Linked DNA regions of Mus musculus: all the other regions are linked to region 1. Evidence: chromatin contacts called from public Hi-C and HiChIP or PLAC-seq data. All regions are on one chromosome and are shown on one strand. The core of a region is the stretch at or near the end of the contact, and the rest is flanking DNA. Distances in the headings are between cores, read along the strand shown.

Evidence for each region. A called contact is a pair of places that touch in the nucleus more often than the background predicts. HiChIP or PLAC-seq counts read pairs in DNA pulled down with a chosen protein or histone mark.
Region 2: a Hi-C map of stem cell-derived motor neurons shows a contact between it and region 1, with 4 times the contacts expected there. The contact joins two enhancer-like sites. A contact is called at or near these places in 2 of 15 datasets of contacts at CTCF or cohesin (large pre-B cells and pro-B cells), 4 of 484 Hi-C or Micro-C datasets (the G1E-ER4 cell line, bone marrow-derived macrophages and stem cell-derived motor neurons), 5 of 115 datasets of contacts at active chromatin or transcription factors (differentiating embryonic stem cells, embryonic basal ganglia, embryonic stem cells and 1 more) and 1 of 9 other capture datasets (embryonic stem cells).
Region 3: an H3K4me3 HiChIP or PLAC-seq map of embryonic basal ganglia shows a contact between it and region 1, with 2.9 times the contacts expected there. The contact joins two enhancer-like sites. A contact is called at or near these places in 1 of 15 datasets of contacts at CTCF or cohesin (the NIH/3T3 cell line), 1 of 484 Hi-C or Micro-C datasets (nephron progenitors), 1 of 115 datasets of contacts at active chromatin or transcription factors (embryonic basal ganglia) and 1 of 9 other capture datasets (embryonic stem cells).

The regions. Positions count from the first base shown.
Region 1 is chr2:146,278,243-146,281,252 of GRCm38.p6, reverse strand. The region is part of intron 38 of Ralgapa2 (Ral GTPase activating protein, alpha subunit 2 (catalytic)); the gene reads left to right. Among named protein-coding and RNA genes, the nearest start is that of A930019D19Rik, 20 kb to the right of the region's middle. Within about 2 kb of position 1,607, at least 64 of the 459 cell types and tissues checked have an H3K27ac peak or open chromatin away from gene starts, as enhancers often do. A contact at or near this core is called in embryonic basal ganglia and stem cell-derived motor neurons, where this site is marked.
Region 2 is chr2:145,957,326-145,960,335 of GRCm38.p6, reverse strand. All of the region lies in intron 6 of Cfap61 (cilia and flagella associated protein 61), which reads right to left. Among named protein-coding and RNA genes, the nearest start is that of Cfap61, 24 kb to the right of the region's middle. Within about 2 kb of position 1,610, at least 8 of the 459 cell types and tissues checked have an H3K27ac peak or open chromatin away from gene starts, as enhancers often do. A contact at or near this core is called in stem cell-derived motor neurons, where this site is marked.
Region 3 is chr2:145,980,538-145,983,547 of GRCm38.p6, reverse strand. The region is part of intron 8 of Cfap61 (cilia and flagella associated protein 61); the gene reads right to left. Among named protein-coding and RNA genes, the nearest start is that of Cfap61, 47 kb to the right of the region's middle. Within about 2 kb of position 1,542, at least 7 of the 459 cell types and tissues checked have an H3K27ac peak or open chromatin away from gene starts, as enhancers often do. A contact at or near this core is called in embryonic basal ganglia, where this site is marked.

The sequences.
Region 1 (3,010 bases), core at 358-2,857:
ATCTGAGAGCATGCTCAGGAATGGTCTGCAGGCTAGCTTAAAAATCTGAGCTCTCAGACCATGCAAGGTGCTAAATGGCTGCAAAAAGAGAAGACAAAGAAAAAGTGTGACTTGCCCAAGGCCTCCAAGACACCAACTAGGAGTGGTGCATCCTGCAGGTTCACACTCCTAGCCCTGCTCCCGCCTCCCAGCTGCTGTGCTGTGCCACTGCTAAGCCTGAAAACCCCTCTTCCAGACTCCTTTGCATTTGCATATCAACTGAGGTTTGCCTTTCTTGCTTGATTTATTCAATCTTTTTCATCACCAAAAAAAAAAAAAAAAAAAGCAAGATCTTTTCTCCCTTAAGTGAAAGGAAGATCCAATAGAATTTTCCCATTGTCTTCTCTGCTTTGTGATAATTAATATGTCCTTCGTTCGGGTGATGGAGCTGTAGGGGAGAAGAAAACTCTCAGGGTTTTGTTTTTTTTTTTTTCCTCCTGCATCCTGTTCTAAACTTATCTCCTGGTCTTGGGGTTTATCAGTGTTGTGTGCTTGCCCAACATATGTGAGTTCCTGAATATAGCACTGTGCAAAGAAATGAATTAACTTTAAAAATTACTTCCCAGCCAACTAAGACTCAGTTCCTAGAACAGTGGTATTTGTTCTACCCTGTTCTTGTCTCTCTGCAGATCCTCTCACAGCTTTCCCAGATCGGTCTATCTGGGCAACCATGGCTCTGAGGCTCAGGCCCACCCCACATGCCAAGAGGAGGGAGTATTCCTCCTATACCCACTCTCTGATGTGTGGGGAGAGCAGACAGGAGGAAAACCTTGCAGTTCATGACTTTCCTGTCCCTGTAGTCTCTGCTGCCAATGATCACAGATAACAGCTCTCCAGAAGGATGGTGGCAGGGAGACACATTCTAGCTGTCCATCAAATTCAGTTACCACCAGGTCTCCACAGGGCCACTGTGTACCTAAGCACTGGTAATAGCCCTGGCTCGGAGATTAACGACCGGCCAGCACACTGTCTTCCTTTTTGTGTGTGTGGAAAAGGCTTCTCAAATGAAACAGCCCACAAAAGCGTCTATGCAAATTTAGAAGTCCTCCTGCAATAGAAAATTGGGAGGTGAATTCTGAGTCAAAGTACAATTTCCTTTCCCCAGCACTCCATTACAGCGTGCCTTCATTTGTTTTCCATTTGTGAGTGAGTGTCAGCCTGTATTAAAACGAAGGCAAAGCCACACAGACCCATTCCAAAGAAGCATTTGGCCACCAAATGAAAAATAGAGCCAGGATCCGTGTATAAATTATTCAGAAATTCGGTAAATAAACATGCAAACTTCTAGCCGGGGCTATCGCTACTGCATTATTCAGCCCAATAAGGAGAATTTAATTTAATGGATATTCAGCAACATTGTTCGGCTATCAACAAAAGGCATACTGTCTTTTATGAATAACTGATTTTCTCGGGGCATTCTGAGGAGAGTGGGTCCTCGTTAACCCTAGAATGGCTAGCTAATGTAATTGAAGCGCGACCACCTGGCAGCGAGGTTGCCCGTCAGCTGCCAAGGAAGGCCGGGGCCGGGAGGACCAGGTGCTCAGCTCTCGCTGTCTGATTGTTACAGTGGGATAAACAGCGTGATTGCACAGTATGGCCGGGGGCGAGGATCCAAGACTGCTGCCAACCAGAGAGCGCGCTTTCTTCCCTGGTCTTTGACAAGGGGGGAGGCAAAAGTGCTCCTATTCAGAGCAGGTAGGGCTGACAAAGCCGAAATGCTGTCTGCTGCAATTAGGACAGAAAAATGAGACTGGCTCAAGCATGAAGCAGAGGCGAGCCTTGAGTACCTGTTTCTGTTATGCCACAAAGCCGGGCCCTTTTTAGTACAGGCTGGGAAGTTTAAGCATAAAAATTTAAAAGAAATGCAAGCAAAGGAACCTAACTGCTGAGTGACCTGTGTTTTTTGTGGCACATCGGCTTTATTATTTCAAGGCACAATGCTAAGTCGGCACAGTGTGATAAACTTTATTTAGGCCTGACTTCCATGGCAACCCAAATTCCCTGGTTCTTTGATTATACTTAATAAAACCCTGGGCCAGGTCATCTCTCTTTCTGTCTTGCTTTATAAAGACCTACGAGTATCTATATTTAACAAATAAAAAGATTCTCCTGCTCTGTGGCATTGTTTATTTTTAGTAATTTTTTAAAGCACCACTACCCATGTGGATACATAAAAGAAAATTAGTATTATTCAGTGTTTTTTAAAAAAAAAATAAGAAATAGGCATTATGACCTTTCCAGGGGTTTAGAATGTGAAATGGTTCGTTAAGCTCCTGTTAGTTGAAGAGTAAAGAGCACTTCCCCCAAACAGCAAGGGGAAAAAGGCTCTCTCATAACACATTGATTTATTTCATTTGCTAAGCACAGGAACCATGAAATGCTTCATCCCCAGCAACACATTAAATATGTGCAGAAGTAAAATTGCAGCTGAAGAGTGCCCTGGACTTTGTCCTCATGGTGTGTACATTTCAATAGGCTGAGAGGGGGAAAAACAAACGGTAGAAAGATCCCTTTATGAAATTAAATTACCTGTTTTGTGTGGCTTTGGAGCCCTGTGTGTAGCTGTTGGTTCAGATGACTCACTACTACTCCCTGTCGCTTTTCCATTGGTTCATCCCACCAGCCTCCCCAGCCCAGGCCGGGGTCAGAATCTGTCCCTGAGAATAGAAAGGAGGAAAGCGGTTCCAGCTGGCTCTCCAGCCTCTCACGAGGTACCTAACTGGAAAGAGATACAGGGTTGCTTTTTTTATTAGAACCTAAGGGGACTCTGGGCTGTTTCTCAACCTATCATCAGAGGCCACTTGGTGATAACTTGAGACAGTGACTTGAGACAAGAGGGCCAGTTCCCTGGCCTCAGTTTCCATGTCTGAAAAAGGGGCTTGCAAAGGCAATGATACATGCTTCACCAATGTGAGTTCCCTCCTACTCACCTCTAATGGCTGTGTAGCAGGGACAGATCTGAAAAAGAAAA
Region 2 (3,010 bases), core at 361-2,860, 320 kb after region 1:
AGAACTGCCATGGTCGTGGTGACTCTTCACAGCAATAGAGTACTAACTAAGGCAAGTGGATTAAGACAGCTATCAATGTAAGAAAGCCAAGTACACAGTTAATACAAAGTATTCCTCTAGGCCAGGAGTCTGAACCCAGAGCCTGATTCAGTGCACAGCTCAACCCTCCTCAGAGACGCTCCTTGCAGTAGACGGCAGTTAGCACAGAAACACAACTGGTCAGTGTACAGAGCACAGCTGACATCAGAAGGCTCTGCCCCAAATGGAATATCTGTGTTCTATCTCTTCCCTCGAGGCTCAGGGATCTCTGTGGAAGTGCTGTCAGAAAGACTGTAAAAGCCAGAAGTGGGAGGTGACTTCAAGAGAGCAGCGATTTTCAGACACAAGACAAATGTACATATATCAACTCATGAAGATTGTAAGGGCATGCGTAAGACCTACACAAGGTTTGCAGGACAAAAATCCCAGCCATAGGAGAGAGAAAGTGGGCACAAAGTCCCTCCCCTAGCTGAGGAGCTAGCTTCACTCAACTGCAGCTGGGGTGCCAGGGTGGGGGGCAGTATCAGTTTTCTTCAACGAGTGAGACTCCTGGGGAAAGCCTCACACCCAGGAGTAGTCAGCCAACATAAACTAGACAACTAGGCTGAAAGGGGGGAGGAGGAGGGAGGGAGCGAGGGAGAGAGAATACAAGAGTTGGGTAAGAGTTGCAGGAGAGAAATGGATATGATCAAAATAGACTATGTGAAATTCTCAAAGAATAAATGAAACCATTTTTTTTTAAAGTTTGAGACTGAGTATGGTGGTGTATGACTTTAAGCCCAGCACAGGGTAGCATATGGGGACAGCAGACAGATTTCCATGAGTTCCAAGCCACCCTGGTCTACATAGTGAGTTAGAGGACAGTCAATGCTACATAATGAATTCCTGTCTCAAAAACAAAACAGAAGAAAAAAATAATTTGAGATGGTGATGTTAACTACATTGATGTACATAGATTTGATCATTATATAGTGTATATTTATATATGTACTTAATAAAATTGTAGCTCTGAGTTTTCATGAGTGTGTATATGTGTGTGTGTTTGTAAATGTTTCATACGGCGAAGAAACACATATTCATAATCTTAAACTAAAACAAATAATACTCAATATTAAAATCAGGAATAAAGATCTGGAGAGACAGCGAGCCCTGAGCCTAGCCGTGAACCTTCCACTGCACATAACAAAGCTGTCCAAAATCGGACCTTAATAGCAACTCTCCTGGGAAAAAAACAAGAAGCAAACATCCAAAGCTTGGAGTTCTGAACACTGTCCCTTAAGCCCGTCTCCAAAATGGATAGAGGAACTTGCTCAACATACTAAATGCATTCCTTGGGGTAATCGATAATTTAAGATCTTGCATCATCCTTAGCGCTAATGATAATGGATGACATCAGCCTCAAAGTCTCAAATGGCATATGACAAAGGCCTGCCTCACAGAAAGAACACCTCGGCTAAGGAGAACCATCCATGCAGCAAAATCTCCAAGAGCCAGCACTCTAAAGCTGTGAGCACTGCCTACCGGGGTCAGACGAGAGGACAGCCCCGTCTCACTGTGAGCGAGGGTGGCAAGTTTACTGGGCGCCCCACCCTGCCATTTGCAGGGTGTATCCCATCCCCATGGTGATGACCAATCTGGGGTTAATAACTCCATCAGCACAAAGAAGACTAGAAACAGAGTTCTGAAAAGCAGCCATTCCTTTGTATGTTCATTCAGAGTGCTGCTTGGGTGGAGAATTCATGTGCTGGTCAGCGCTATCAACTATAAAATACTTTACTTTTAGGAGAACAGAAGGTCTAGCCCAGACAGACTTGTTCTCTTTTTGGGCACTCAAGTGTCCATCAGACCCTGAAAAACATGCCAGATCCCCACCCCCCCCCAAAAAAAATGGAGCTGAATTCAAGCCTTACAACCAATAGGCTGGCAAAGATACTCACTTGGCAATTTGTGTATCTTTCAAACTTAGGGCGTGGCAAAACTAAGAATGCCCTGTGTGGTGGCTCTAACCAGCCTTCCGGAAGACGAACATATTCATCCTTCACTATGTCACCTCGCCAGGAGGTACATGGTGGCACCCTAGAGCCCAAGAACTCTTCTTAGCAACCCGGTCAAGCCTCTTGGTGACAGTTTCGCAGACTGCTTCATGGCTGCAACATCTTGTCCTTTCTCTATAACCAGCATTCTAGAGGGAAGGCACAGGCTGGCTTCCCTTGAGGCAGAGAGATGTGTGTAACACAGGCTGCTAGCCAGGTCACTGTGCAAATCCTCAGGTGGGAAATATTACCCCAGCTCGGCGAGAACAGCACAAAGGCAGCCTGCATGTCCAAGAAACGTCCCAGACCCTTCTGCTGGCCTCAAAGCTTCTTCTTTATCTAAAGAGGCTGCACTCTCCAGTTAGACTTAAAAATATACTATTAAAAGAAGTTGCTACTTTAAATGTCACAAATACATTTTACTGTAGTGTATTTGAAAAAAAAAAGGAAGAATCCAATTTAGTTCTAAAGAATACAGCTTGCTTTGTCACATCATGCTTTCATCAAGAACAGTGTCTCAACATAGGACAGGGCAACATAAAAGTTGTTGCCAACTATATGTTTCTTTTTCATCCTCTTGCAGCGGAGGCGGGAGAAGTACCCTTTCCTTTCCAAGATCTCTTGTGCCCTCTAGTGGTCTTCTTATGGAAATTAACTTCCATCCTTTACATGGTCCTTTCTAGAACTTTAAAACTGGTGTTTAGAGTCAGTTAACTTCGGATCATTGGAAAATGTGATCTTTTTAAGTGAGGTGGATTTTAAAATTCCAGACGTTCTGAGTGATTAGAAGGGCTTCAAAGCATGCAGCAGGCCATGTAAGTTCCCATCATCCAGACCGCTGGGGTCCATGTGCCAATCTTGACAAAGGCAATCTACAGCTCCTGGAGGACTGTCCACCAAACCATGTCTGGCAGGGGGACTGGTGACAAATTTCCCGG
Region 3 (3,010 bases), core at 293-2,792, 300 kb after region 1:
GCCCTCCCCACCTGATGCTTCCACCATGTCTGAATATGCTTTGATTTATAACTTTCTTTTGATCTGTTCCTATAAAACTGTTGATAAAACTGTTACCACATCAGATGGAACTATTTGGGGTAATCTGAGTCTGTGTCCTTGGGCCATGGGACACTCACATTTGGCTCCAGAATCAACTATATTTTACTGCTTTGCTGGGATAGCTGTGCTTGTGCACCGACAGGGCATGTCTATGTAAGAGAAGCTGGGTGTTTCCCCATAACTATTACAAAAGGTGCTTTTTGTAGAACTAGTTTTGTGTTCTCCTTGCTTTCCTCTTGACTGCCAAATATTTTATGTGGGTTTAAATCAGCACTCAATACAGAGGATGGAGTCTCTTTCCTTGTAGAGCTACATACAAGCATACATACATACATACATACATATATGTATATACGTATATGTGTGTGGGGGTGGGTGTGTGGGTGTGTGTATGTGTGTCCCCAGCCATGGCTAACAATTTTTTTATCTTCAATACTAATGGTCCTTTTCAAGAAAAAAACAAAAATCACATTTTCTAACACTGATTCCAAAAGACTAGTGAGGAGATAAAGAGGCTTCCGTGGCGCCTCTCCCAGGTTTGGCTGAGTGAGCTATGGGGCCCTAGAGGTCAGAAAACACCAAAGATCAAGCAAAATACAGGGGGACCCCGTAGCAGAGAAGCTGGCTCCATGCCGGGCATCAGAAGCACTGCATCCCCTTGGTTTGCTGCCATGCTCGAAACTGTGTTTTTAGTAATTACTTCCTCTGTTTCTTCCCTCAGATTAAATTTGGTCGACGATAGGTTAAGAGTTGTCAAAATAAAAACACATTTATAAGCAGGCAGAACTCAGGGTGACCCCCATGTAATGGGTGCAGCCCACTGACAGCCAATTTAATCAAGGGGGAATTCAGAGTATTCATAGAGAGCAATTGATTTTCAAGAGAAAAGTCAGCAGGATCAAACAGCCAGTTGGGATGAAAATCCCTTGAATCACCCCTATTGCTGTGTTTGCTACCAACCAGCTCCTGCCTCCATATAGTGTAATAGCCAAATTACTGTAATTATCCTACAGCGCCAAGTGCCATATCAACATTATTTTAAACATGGATTTTTTTTGCATAATCTCTCATTATTATCATCCAGCCTCCCATTTGAAAATGGAAAACAACAACAAACTGCGATGTAGCCCAAAGAAAAAAAGGTCACCAGAGAGAACAAATCAAAGGGTTATTTACATGTGAATATACTGAGATGTGTTTTACAGTCAAATACACTCTTGAAATTCATTAAATGCTTTCTCCCCTGCTTCATAAATATGGGCAAAAGAGACATCACCTACTGGGAAAATAATCCCAGCACATAATGATCATAAGGAATATGAATAAAGCCACTTTTCTTTCAAAGACCTCCAGGCCCTGTATCAAAGCATTTGTGTTTCTGCCACTGTGAAATGAATCTGACCGCTGGAGAGCAGGGCTGAGTCCTATCACAGGTTGCTCCCCCAGCAGAAAAGGGGTGGGAACGCCGACCCCCTTCATCTTGCTCTCTGCAAAAATAATGGATTCGGAGGCAGCTGCCTTCGTCTGTGGCTGCTGTTGTTTTTGAAATCCTGCAAAGGGCTTAGAAGCCAGCACTGGAATGAAGATGGAAAATCAGTAACAGGTTTTGCTAAATAACCAAAAGGCCCACCCAGCAGGCTTGAGGCAGCAGCCCTGGCTGTCAGCTCCAGCTTGCAGCTCTGCCTCGGAGTCCTCCTGGCACATCACAAACCCAAAGATGTCCCCTGAGATCCTCTTGCAAGAGCCTAAACTAGTCCTTCTTGGGACAACTCGGCCTGCACACAGGTCTGGTATTGTGGACTTGTCTTCTAGATGTTTCTATGTGCCACTGCCCTGCACATAATTCTACACATTCAAAATTGGAAAGAGTAGTTAAAGCCCTGGAGATGACATTCGTTTTCCCTGTTTTACTTTCATGTGCTAAAGATATATTTCACTGGCAAAAATAATTAATTAATTAATTAATTAAATATTTTAAAAGGTCAGAATTCAGGGCTGGCAGTGCAGCAGCTCAGTAGCTGAGTGCTTGCCTGGTATGCACAAAGCCTGGGATCAATCCAGAACACAAGTCATTTCAAATTTAAAACAATGACAATTCTGACGGACATAAATCTTGGCTGACATATTAAACTTCATATGAATATTACACAGAGCGACTGACTTTGCGACCACCTTCAGGTTTACTATGGTCATATCATAGCCGTGCAGCCTTGGCCGTGAGGCATCGAAGAGCCCACAGGCCACAAGGAAAGGAAAGGCAGTGGGAGAGAGGGACCCGATGCTGATGATAAGAACTGGAGATAGAGACTGGTCAGGAAGACCAGCATGCCCACAGCAGTGGTCCCTATAAAGGCTGCAATGTGGGGACACAGTTCCGGGTCCTCTTATTTTGTCATCTCCCAAGAGCACCGCTGCCTAGAGGCTGTCTTTGGTAGCATCTGAGAAGAGGCAGCAGGACGCCTGGTTGGGCCAAACAGACTCACCATTTAAACAAAGCCACTAAGGTGAGCCTGAAGAGGGCATTGCACATGACCAGCAGGGAGTGCAAACCATAAGAAGACATAGGAAGCAGATGGCCGTAGGCGAGCCAAGGAGAGGGGCCTCAGAAGGAACCTGTGAGGGACCCTGATCTCAGCAGACTTCAGGCCTTGGAACGGGGAGATAAATTTCTGTTGTTTAACTTGTTACCACGGAAATCTGGGAGAAACCAGTGACAGAGACACTTCTTGTTTCTAATGCTGTGTTATTAAGACAAAATCCTGGGGAGCTCCCAGTTAGAGAACAGAGGCACAGGCTGCACACACAGGACAGGAGCTGTGCTGTGTTCTGCACACAAGACTCTCGTACTGTCTGAAATCTGTGTTTAGAACCAAGTAAGAATGGAATCAGGGAAAGTGGAGCCTTAGGGAGACAGGCAGAGACTCGGGAG